2 separate regions of the Anas platyrhynchos genome follow, and region 1 is linked to region 2. A link is a contact called in public Hi-C data. All regions are on one chromosome and are shown on one strand. The core of a region is the stretch at or near the end of the contact, and the rest is flanking DNA. Distances in the headings are between cores, read along the strand shown. Region 1 overlaps KMT2C (lysine methyltransferase 2C). Region 2 holds the start of KMT2C (lysine methyltransferase 2C).

The links. Hi-C and Micro-C count contacts between places; a contact is called where the count stands out from the background.
Region 1: a contact with region 2 is called in a Hi-C map of liver, with 1.9 times the contacts expected there. The contact joins the enhancer-like site here to the promoter of KMT2C in region 2. A contact is called at or near these places in 3 of 8 Hi-C or Micro-C datasets (F5 follicle, liver and skeletal muscle).

What each region holds. Positions count from the first base shown.
Region 1 is chr2:152,564,997-152,570,553 of IASCAAS_PekinDuck_T2T, reverse strand. All of the region lies in intron 3 of KMT2C (lysine methyltransferase 2C), which reads right to left. Among named protein-coding and RNA genes, the nearest start is that of KMT2C, 55 kb to the right of the region's middle. Within about 2 kb of position 1,498, at least 2 of the 8 cell types and tissues checked have an H3K27ac peak or open chromatin away from gene starts, as enhancers often do.
Region 2 is chr2:152,510,314-152,515,913 of IASCAAS_PekinDuck_T2T, reverse strand. KMT2C (lysine methyltransferase 2C) reads right to left here and starts at 3,066. Exons shown (of 61, transcript XM_072033849.1): 1 at 2,497-3,066; 2 at 2,209-2,385. The coding sequence starts at 2,384. It overlaps LOC106020083 (a long non-coding RNA gene), which reads left to right and starts at 1,426. Exons shown (of 4, transcript XR_011807116.1): 1 at 1,426-2,011; 2 at 2,390-2,555; 3 at 5,200-5,600.

The DNA of each region.
Region 1 (5,557 bases), core at 249-2,748, 56 kb before region 2:
CTCATCAATTCCCTGCTCTAGTTCATTCCCGATTACACTAACTCTTTGCTGGCACAGGGCTGGAGTGCTGAAGGAAGGAAGGAAATGATTTATGCCAGCTTCATGTCCACGTTGAACTGTTGGAATATATTCTGCAGTTTGTGCAGATCCCTTTAATTTACATTAGTTGTTAGACAGAAATATATACATCTACAGCTGACAAAGCTTCTGTTTGTCTAGAAAGTTTCTTTCTGAGCAGAAACACGAAACAACAAGTGGCCACTGTGTGTGCAACTTCAATTCTACTCCCGTTCAGTCCTGTCCTTTGCACTGAGTGAGTCAGGCGTTTGTCAGGAGAGCACTGCAGGGCGTCGCTCTGGGCTTACTGGCACACGGAGGCACCAGGGAAGGGAGCTGGTCAAGGCTGGAGAGCAATAAAACATGGTATATCTGCACTCCTCTACACCTTCATTTCGAAACCTAAGCAGGAACAATTACAGGTCTCCGACTGATGCTCTTTGGCACATCCAGCTTAAGACGCTCTGAAAAACGATTAATGCACGTTTCGCAAGACAAGCAAATATTGCAAAAGATAAATGGTTCAAGTGGAGACCTGGATGGCTAGGAGAATCTGCGACATAGGTGGGCATGCAAAAAAGCTGCTACACACTTTAATCTTACAAGAAAGAACAATAAAAGAGGAAAAGCCTTAGGACAAAAGACTGCAACTTGAGGAGAGCCTATCTTGGTCTGTTGTACTGAAATACATCCACTGGAGCAGATCAAGAAGGGGAAATCTTTTCTGTTTGATACAGAAAGATTTAAGCAAAATTATTCTTTAACCTAAAGTGAACTCATTTAGGGAGACACTGTATAATGTGTAAAACCCTTGATGAATGCATCCAAAAGTATTTAAGAGAACCACAAAATTGAGAAAAAAAAAAGTATAAGAAATTCCTGTTCCTGACTGGGTGTGCCAGGTATTTGAGCTGGTGTAAGCTGGAACTGCTTCACTTATTTCAGTCAAGCTGCTGAGTGCCACACATCTGAAATGGTTTTGGACCTCTGAAACATCCAAAAATGACTACCTGCTGCAAGGCCACATGGCTCACTTCAAAACCAGTCCACTAACCTGTCCTCAAAAAGGAAAAAAAACAAGATTCTGGACAAACACTTCACACTAAATAAATGCCCTGCCAAGAATATCTGCCTTGCAACACTCAACTATATAGATATATATATATAAAACAACAACACCTACAGACCAAAATATCCTTTGTTTTTGGCCCATCTGAACAAACAATCCCTACAGTCATTCCTGGACTAGGAAAAGGGCAGTGTCCAACAGAGCCCTTCAGAACAAGCTTTAGTTAGTTTCCAAAGTATGTTGGATCTAAAAGATGATTTTATGTAAGTAACCCCAACATTTCTAAGCAATCTCAATTAAGAGCACAGACTCCTTCATATTAGAGATCAGAGGAGAGCTGTAGCGTGTCTTGGAGGGTGCACCACCAGTTGTGTACAACTCATGGACACCTACAAGACAGGCAGATTCTAAATCTCAAAATAAACCCGTAACACAGCCTGGGATACATGAAGTACTCAAGAAAACCCAACACAGCCTGGGACAGCCATGCATGAAGTGCTCAAGGAAGACCAGCAGAAACTGTGGCCTTGCTCTGATTCACCTTGACACCTTTAATTAACCCAGCTGAACTCCAAAAGAAAGGAACTTTCCTGTATTTTGTGCCTGCAAAAACTTTCAAGTAAGCAAAAATCATTTATTTCATCTCACTACAACATTAATGGAAATCCACAACAGTAGAAATGCAAAGTCTGTGCCCACCAAGAGCACTGCAAGGAGACACGTCCCAGTGCTCCGTCACCCTCCCCGTGAAGAAGTTCTCTGGCATGTTGGTGAGGAACTTCCTGGGCTCCATTTTGTGGCCATTGCCCCTTGTCCTGTCCCCAGAAACCACTGAGAAGAGGTTGCCCATATCCCTCTGTCTCCCACATTTCAGGTATTTACAGGTACTGGTAAGATCCCTCCCTCAGTCTTCCTTTCTCAAGGCTGAACAGACCCAGGCCTCTCAGCCTTGCCTCATCATCTTTGTGACCCTCTGCAGGACTCCTTCCAGGAGATCCCCACCTTTTTTATACCAGGTAACCCAGAACAGGACTGGGCTCCAAGCTTTCTGACAGAAAATTCAAGAAGAACAGAGGTAACGACCTTCCTGAGCCAAGCTCCTAGGATGCAGGAGCCCTGTACCGGGGATCTCCTTATCACCACCTCAGAGACGTTCCTGAAGCGCCAGGCCTAACGCCTTCACTGCTTTCCACTGTACTTAATGAACTTCCTTCAGACTTGGCTATGGCTTCCTACTTTGAAGTTTCTGGGAATGAAGGAACCATGAATGATTAATAAATGTGAGGCTCATTTGCAGATTCCCATACAAGGCTTTATTTTGCATCCTATTTCCATGACGGCTCCTGTCCCGCTTCAGGTCTGGCCCAATGAGGCGGTGGGGGAACCGGGAACTGAAGGACCTAATTGTGAAATTCCCCACTGTAAGTTCTTGCTTTGTTGTTTTTGTTTTAACGTCACCATAATCCAACAGGAAACACAGCATTTAAAAAAAATATTTATTTGAAGAGAGCACTTCTTCCCCACCTGACTGGTGAGGAGGGGAAGGCCTTCTTTTCTCAGGTACGTTAAGAGAAATCCCCCAAGGTGCAAGGAGGGAAGTACATCTAGGTGCAAGATAACTTAGCACATTGCCCATGAAATGATGACAAGCCCATGGCATCGTGCACATTGTTACCACATCTCTGAGGAGGCAAACAGGTAGTTAGCTACTCGGGGAGACAGGAGACAAATATACAGGAGAAGGAGCAGGGTTAGGAAAATTTACAGCACGTGTATTAAATTTCTCTTTTAATTAACACTCACAGCCTTCGCCTAAAGATGGGGCTTTGGGGTGAAAAGATAAGCCCTTAGGTTTTACATTATTTAAGAAGTCATTCCCAAATTTCTTATGAGGAAACAAAATCTGTCTCCTAGAGTTCTGCATTTTAAGCATTCAAAAATTTATTTCCGTAATAGTTATTTTTTTATTCCTCCTTCTGGAGCAGAAGACAGCAAATACCCAAGGACAAAACCATGGTACACCACCCCCATCATGACACAGAGTGCCCACTTTCCCAACATTAGCTGCTTTCCTTCCTTACCCTGCCTATAGAGAGGCTTGTGTCTATCAGAACAACTGTGCTGACACCTCCCTCTTTTCCTGCTCCATCTTCAGATGTAGGGGACACGCAGGTTCACAGGTGGGAGCCCTGCGTTTCTGAGAGCTCATCAGGGGCACCAGGTCCCTTCCAGGCTGTCGTGGGCATGCGGGGAACGAGGACACTGGGGATGGCTGCAATGGAGTTACGCGATCACAGTTTTCTTTGGGGACAGGATGAAGCAAGAGTGATGAAGCAACACTGGCTAAAGGTCTGATCTGCTCCCTTTTCTGTTTTCTGGAAATCACAAGACGCTATCCTGCAAGCCACCTGGGGAAGTCCACAGCAAGATAAGGCAACATACGTGCGGACTGCTATGGCAACGGGGCAAAGAAAAGACACCAGCAGATCCAAAAGCTGGGTTGTTTGTATTGGAGGGAGGGGTTGGGTGTTCATCTTTGTTTGTTTTTCAACATTAGGAACTGTTTTCCAAGTCAAAACCTGAAAATAATGTCCAAAAAATCTCTTTTCAAATCTTGTGAGAGTATTCAGTACATAGTGCTCCTGAGAGGGAAGGGAGGGGGATATCAAAACAGCTGCCATAAACATAAAATAAAAACCCTACTGCTGTTTAGATGCGACGAGGTGGTTGTTTAACCAATTTACTGGTTGCTGTCAGACCTACTTGTAATTTGGCAGCCAACAAAGCACGTGCTAGGAGCTTTGCAAAACCCCCAACACGAGCAGAAAGCGTTCCAGGCTGGAAAACACCAGTACCACCGCGTACAGCCGGGGCATTCCAGGGGTCTCAGCTGCTGCTCACTGAGATGTCTTCTGCAGGAGGGAATAATAAGTTCTTAACTATCAGATGCAATTGTTATCTTTGCACAAAAAGGGGCACTGCTGCGGCAGATAATGCCAAACGGGACCAAGGGCTGTGCACAGCCTTGTAGGGGGCTGCGGAAATACCAGCAACATCAAAACGCTCCCGTTTTCGGCAGGGGAAACAAAGGAAGAAAACAGGTCAGTGCAACAACATGGAAATAAATCCTAACAAAGGATGTAAATGATGAATTTACACACGGAGGTGGTTGCCAATAGCTCCTGGCACTACCTGCTTCTACCTAAACTTCACTGAGTTTGTGGCCATACATTCTGCTACTAAAATCATAACTGGGGGTTAAAGGGACAAAAGCAGACTGCCAGTAATGGCCAACACATGAACCAATCCTCCACAGACAGAGGGAAACATTCTGCATCTAAAGTCAGCACTGCAAAATTCACTCCACAATACCACGTACAACCATCAGAAGTACTTTTTTCCCAAGTGATGCACATGCTGTATTTGAAGACCTCTACATACCCCTTTTCCCCCTATTTGAAAGGAGGTAAAGCACTGCGATGTCTATGACAGTCATTACACATGGAGACAAGAAGAAAGCCCACATTTATTCTTTCATCCATTTCAGTGTGGATGTTAACTCTTCATTCAAACAGACATTTTATAGAGGAAAAAAAACCTCTGTGTAAATTTTGTACCTGCTATAAAATGAAAATAAGGCTTTTGGTGTATGACTGTCTAAGCTAATTGATGTCATTACACACATGACACATATTCTGGTTAACCAGCTACCAGGGATCTGGGACTGAGGCAAGCAAGAAGTGAAATTCAACAGAATTCATCTAATCATTTTTCCATGATTTTATTTTTTTGGGGTCTGTTTGAAACCCACTCAAATTTTCCATGCCTGCTGCAACCAGTAGCAATGAATTTGGTAATTTAAGGACATGCTGAGTGCAAGTGCACCTACCTGTATGCTCTGACCATGACCTGATGTCCCTTAAGTTTTGAGTTACCGAACAAAATGAATCATTGTTCACTGTTCATCTTCTCTCTATCAGTCATCATTTTGCAGGACCCTATTAAATTCTTCTCAATCCCACAATTTCAGGCTGAAGTCTTTCAGCCGTAACCGCTCCCTGCACAGAAACTATTATTTACTTCTCATCATACGTAATGGCCTTCCCTGGACTTTCCCAACTACCGTTCATCCTTACTGGAGAAGGGGAAGCACAAGTGCCTGTAGCATCAATACGTAGTCATGCCACAGATTTATACAGCAACTGTTAAAACTACAAAATAAAGAAAAGAAAACCACACACTGATGGTTCTTTCCCCTTACTCCTTTGCACCAGTAATTCTTAGTATTTGATTTGCTCCTCCAAAGTACAAAAGCTGCTGCAATTCTCAGCAGAACATCAGCACTGCCTTGCTACTGCGCTGCTACTCAGGTAGCAACAGGTATTTGAGAGCCAATTTTTGTTTATACAACATAAGGGTGGTAATTTTCCA
Region 2 (5,600 bases), core at 1,817-4,316:
TTCTGCATTTGCTTAGCTAGTTGTAATCAGTATTTTGTAAAGAGTACAACATGATATAAAACCATTTTTCCTCAGAACTGATGCAGTAAGACCCGTATCTACTTTGTGAAAAAGTTCGAAAATCAGTATTTTAATAACAGCCTAGCTTCAAAAGCATTTATGACTTACAACACCTTTACCAATATTACAGATTTTCCATAAAGATACAGGACACCAGCCATGCTTAGCACCACACCAGGAAGGAATAACCATAACATAAAGAAAAAAAGAGTACTGATTAATTTTAACTTTTGTCTCAGCTAATTTCATTTCTTACACAGACGCTTCTACTCATGTCAGCAGAAGTACATATTTTTACAGCAAAATCTACTTTCCTCCTAAAACCAGTTGACAATATTCCCACGGCACCAAAAACCTATCTGAAAAAAAGGAATTACCTCTTCAGAGCCCACTTTTCGTCAAGAGCATGCACTCAGCCTCAAGTTGGCACACAAGATATGTCAGTTTTCTCTGATAGTGCTAGTTTGCCTTTCGGACAGACCGGTCATTTCCAAGGGATTTACATTTTTCTTCCTATAACAACTTCTAATATAAAAGCACTCGAGGTTTTCTGCTCAAGGCTTGGCTTCAACGTGTAGAAATAAAGTATGTAAAACTAAGCATAAAGCTGATGAACCTAGTAACTTTACTGCATATATATATGCTTGGAAACTACTTTCAGGTATGGTTATGAGAAAATTTGTACCAAACACGGAAAACGATGAGGAGAAAGCCGCAAGCACTGCACCAACACCAGAACCAGGGGGTGAACGCTTGGATCTTTCAAGCACAACTTTCGACAGGGAAAAAAGCCACACAACCCAACCTACGGATGGTTGTGTCCTGGACTATTTACGCCACACGGAGCTGGAAAAAAAACAAATTATTGTAGAGGAAAATACCCTCTCCGGTGCGTGCTTCCTGCACAGCAGGCTCCCTCCCTGGTGCTTTGGCAATCCGGGCTGAAATTCAGCGAGGCCTGAGGCGGGCGTTGGGCACGGGGCGAGCTGCTCACCTGGCTGTACGCACCCGGCCGGAGCAGCCCTTGAACACAAAGGGAAGGCAGCTCGAAATCCCCTGGGCTGTCCCCCACAGCCTGAATTTCTCTGCGGCTCCCAGCCACGCTCCTTCAGCCCCACGTCCCTGGCCGGCTTTGTCCTGCTCCTGCTGCCCTCGGCTCCTCAGGGAGCCTGCCGCCTGGCCTTCCCCCAGCACCGAGCACGTAGCAGCGGCCCAGCAGCCTCCCCCGCTTCCCTAAACCCCGCTTCCCCAAGCCCCGGCTCCCTAAAACCCCATCTCTGAGCTCTTTTTTCCACCCCCCCAAGTTTGCTCGGGGCTGAGGGGAGCGGGGGGCCCCCCTGAGGAGCGGAGGCGCTCGGCGGCGGCGGCCGTTGTGGGGCGGCCGCTGTGGGGCTAACGAGCGCCATAGCACCCCGAAAGTCCCCTCGATTAAGGGCAGTCTGTCACAGCAAAGGGGCTGGCAGCCCCCCCTAAAACCCCGTTGTGTCCCCACCAAGCTCTGCCGTGCTTCGCCGCTGTCTCCCCCCCCTCCTCTATGCGAGGGCAGCCGCTTGACAGCTCCCCGAGCAGCGCCCTCAGCCTCCGGGCGCCTCAAAGTCCTGCCCCAACTTTGTGTGTGTGTGTGTGTGTGTGTGTGCCGGGGGGGTGCCATCGCCAGCCACTTAGGGCAAAAAAAAACATCTTTTTTTTTTTTTTGCCTCAAAAGGGAGAAAAAATGGGAAGGCTGCCGTGGAAAGCTGGGGATATTAGATCCGATATCCAGGCGACGCCGAAGGAAGGAGAGTCCTGGAGGAGAAGGGAGCCCGAAAAGGAGGAAGGGGGAAGGTGCAAAGGCAGGGGGGGAAGGAGGAAGAAGGGGGAAGAGCTGGCGAGAAACTCCGAAGAAAGAGGGAAAGAAAACAGGGACGGCGAAAGAAAAGTGAAAAGGGAAAACGGGCGGAGGAAGACAAAGGTGAAAAAGGAGGAGGAGGAGGAGGGGAAAGTGCAAAGGGGAGAGGAGGAGAAGAAAGAAGGGCCCCTCTCAAAATGGCATTGGGCAGGAGGGAGGGGGCGACGAGCGGCGAGGCTCTGCTGACAGCTCTGCCTGCGCCTGGCCGCCTGCCCCCTGCCCCTCGGTGCCTCGCACACACACACACACGCTGAACTTACTTCTTTCTGGCTCTCTGGAAAGGGGAAGCGCCATCTTTGCGAGGCCGGCCCCTAGGTCTTTTGTCTGTGGCTGCTGCTGCTGCTGCTGCTGGGGGGGGAGCTCCAGGCTCGGGGGGTTGCTGCTGCTGAGGCGGCTCCACCACCGCCACCACCAGACTCTTGTCCTCCGTTGACATCCTAGTCAGCAGGACGAGAGAGACACATGGATGATGATGATGGGGATGAAGATGAGGATGGTGATGGGGATCCCGATGCTCCTCCTGCTCCCGCGGCTCCTCTCCTCCTCACCTCCGCCTCCTCCACCTCCGCCTCGCATCGCTGGCCTCAGCCGCCGCCGACCAGCACAGGTAGCAGGGGGAGCAGCATGGGGGAGAGCAGCAGCAGCAGCAGGAGGAGGAGGAGGAGGAGGAGGAGGGGAAGGGAGGGCGAGAAGGGAGGGAGGGAGCGGGGAGAGGCGGGCGGGGGGGGGGGGGGGGTGCGAAGAGAAAGAGCGCGGAGGAAGGAAGGGTCTCGCACACAATAACACCCCCTCCCCGGCTCGGCGGGCTCCGTCGGGGCCCGGGGCGGGGGGGGGGGATGGATAAAAAGGCGGAGAAGCGAAGGAGAGGCGGTGGCGGCTGATCCCTGCCGCTGGGCTCCCCCCTTCTCAGAGGCCCCGGGAGCTGGCGGCTGTGGTGGTGGTGGCGGCTGTGGTGGTGGTGGCGGCTCCTGCGCTGCCCGGCTGCGGCGGCCGCCGCTTCATTGTAGGGCGGCCCCGCGCCCTCCCCCCGCGCACAGCCCCCGGGGGCGGAGGAGGAGCAGGAGCAGGCGGCGGTGGTGGTGGTGGTGGTGGAAGTTTTGACAGCTCCAGCTGGTGTGTGTGTGTGTATGTGTGTGTGTATGTGTGTGTGTATGTGTGTGTGTATATGTGTGCCGAGTCCGGCCGGGCTCCTCGTCCCCTTCCCAGCCGGGCCGGGAGCAGGAAGTTTAACTTTTTGGGGGAACAGCAGGGGAGGAGGAAGGGTGAAAAAGGGGGAGGAGAGCGCTCTCCCCTCCCTCCCTCCCTCCCTGCTTGCCTTCCCTCCCTCCCTCCCTTCCTTCCCCGCGGGGAGGAGAAGGGATCCCGGCGCTGCCCCGTCACCCCCCCCTCACCCCCCTCCCTTCCCTTCCACCCCAACCTCCGCCTCCCTTTTCCCTTCCCTTCCCCCCCGACACATCGACGCGGCAGCCGCCCTGCCGCGGCCCCACACTGCGCCTGCCCGGCCCGGCCCGCCCGGCCCCGGGCGCCGCCACCCCGCCGCCGCCGCTGACCTCACGGGCGGGCTGCGGGGAAAGCGCGGAGCGGGGCACGGCTCGGGACGGGGGCTCCCCGTCGCCTCCCAGCCCTTTTATTTATTTATTTTTTGTGTGTGTATGTGTGTTTTTTTGTTTTTTTTTTTAAGTTATTTTACAACACAGCGCGGCGCACGGTGCCACCCCCCCCCCCCCCCAATCGGGGAACCCCACAGCACCAGCCCCACACGCACAGCCGGGAAGGGAAGGGAAGGGAAGGGAAGGGAAGGGAAGGGAAGGGAAGGGAAGGGAAGGGAAGGGAAGGGAAGGGAAGGGAAGGGAAGGGAAGGGAAGGGAAGGGAAGGAGGGGGGGGGAGAGCAGAGTTCAGCGCTGCGTGCGGGGGAGACAAAGTCTGCGGAGCGTGGCCGCCTTCCAGCAACTCCTGCTGGAACAGCTGCGGCCGCTCGGGGCCCTCCCCCGGGCAGGGGCCTCGCTGGCTGCCTGCCCGCCCGGCTGCGCCGCGGCGAGGCGAAGGCGGGGTTCGGGCCAGGCGGGGTTCCAGAGCGTTTCATGCGGTCCCCGGGGCCCGGAGGGACTCGCTCCGAGCCCAGCCGGGGGCGAGCGGGGCAGCGCCGCGCCCAGGGGCTCGGTCCCCGGGGCCCGGCAGCGCCGCGGGCTCGGCTGAGGGGCGCCGCCCTGAGGGAGCCCCTGAGGCGGCCCCCGCCGCCCGCCCTCAGCCGGGCAGCGCCGCGGGGCCCCTCAGCCGGGGCCGGCCTCCTTCCCTCCCTCCTTCTCCCCTTCTCTCCCTCCTTCTCCTTTTCCCTCCCTCCTTCTCGCCTTCCCTCCCTCCTTCTCCTTTTCCCTCCCTCCTTCTCGCCTTCCCTCCCTCCTTCCCTCCCTCAGCCCAGTGCCCGCTGCTCCTCCCGGCCGTGAGGTGAGCCCCTGAGGGGCTCCCTCCTCGCCCCACTTGTACGTGTTGCACAAGTTCTCCGAGCTCCCACACAGCCGTGGGCAGCGATAGCGGCTTGGTGTCAATAAATACACGAGAAAAGCTCCGAGAGCCTCGCTCGGGACGTTTCTGGCCTTTGTCACCCAAGGGTTTGGGCGCTGTGTTGAGGTCAGGGTGGTAAAAAGCTGGCCTGAGGTAGCGCACTGAAGGGTGAGCACAATTTGGGGATGTAAAAATAAGCACAGAGCACTCCGGACCCTAACGCTGTGCCTCCTCACCAACATTTTCACTTGTCAGCTTCAGAAGTACCAAATTAAAGATGACGTGCTGTGGCAACCGCAGCTTTTGCTGGCCTGTTTTCTTGGGAACTCTTTCATAACAAAAAGCCTCCCTTGGTTCGTTCCCCAGGTAATTAAATAAGATCTTCGTGATACTTTCCTATCTATTCGTGGAGATAAAGGCGATACATTTATCTCCATCTCTATACAAACGCACACGTACGTATGCATAATTATACAAAGCCACTCAGTTCCTCAGCCATGCAAAGACAACTGCTGGATTATTGGCGCGACTTCCTTGGCCCGACTGCTGAAAATGTACCAATTCCTGCCAAATTAAAAAATACGTTCTAAGCCAAACATTTGTATTACAGTGTCCCTACATGACCACAAAGGTGTACTGCTCATAGGACTTCAGATAGGGGAGCTTAGATGTTTACATGTTGTCTAATACATCAAATTTTGTTAGGCAAGCGAACGTAAATTAACAGAAAACATTTCATCCTGCGCAGGCCCAGGCTTGGGTGGAAGGGAAGGGCAGGGAGAGGGAAGCGAAAGGCCACAGCCTCCACACAGCCGGATCAGCGGCGTGGCATTTGCTGGAGTTGCCAGGTTGCCATCTGGCCTGTTAAAAAAATGGCCATCTCCTGAAATAATGACTGTGCGAGCGCGGATCCACTGCGCATGCGCTGCGGCTTGGGTGAGTCTAGGATGTGTCAGAGCTACTATGCATGTGCAAATTGATTTGAGCTTAGACACGTGAGCATGCTGTGGGCTCAGCTCAACTGCTAGGTGTATGAGGAATAACTGTCACAGCCCACAGCAGAGAGACGTTCAGTGAAACCAACCGATTTTGCTTGTACATGCGTGGTTCATCCAGTCATGCCATTTAAATATTGTTTAGTTTCTTTAG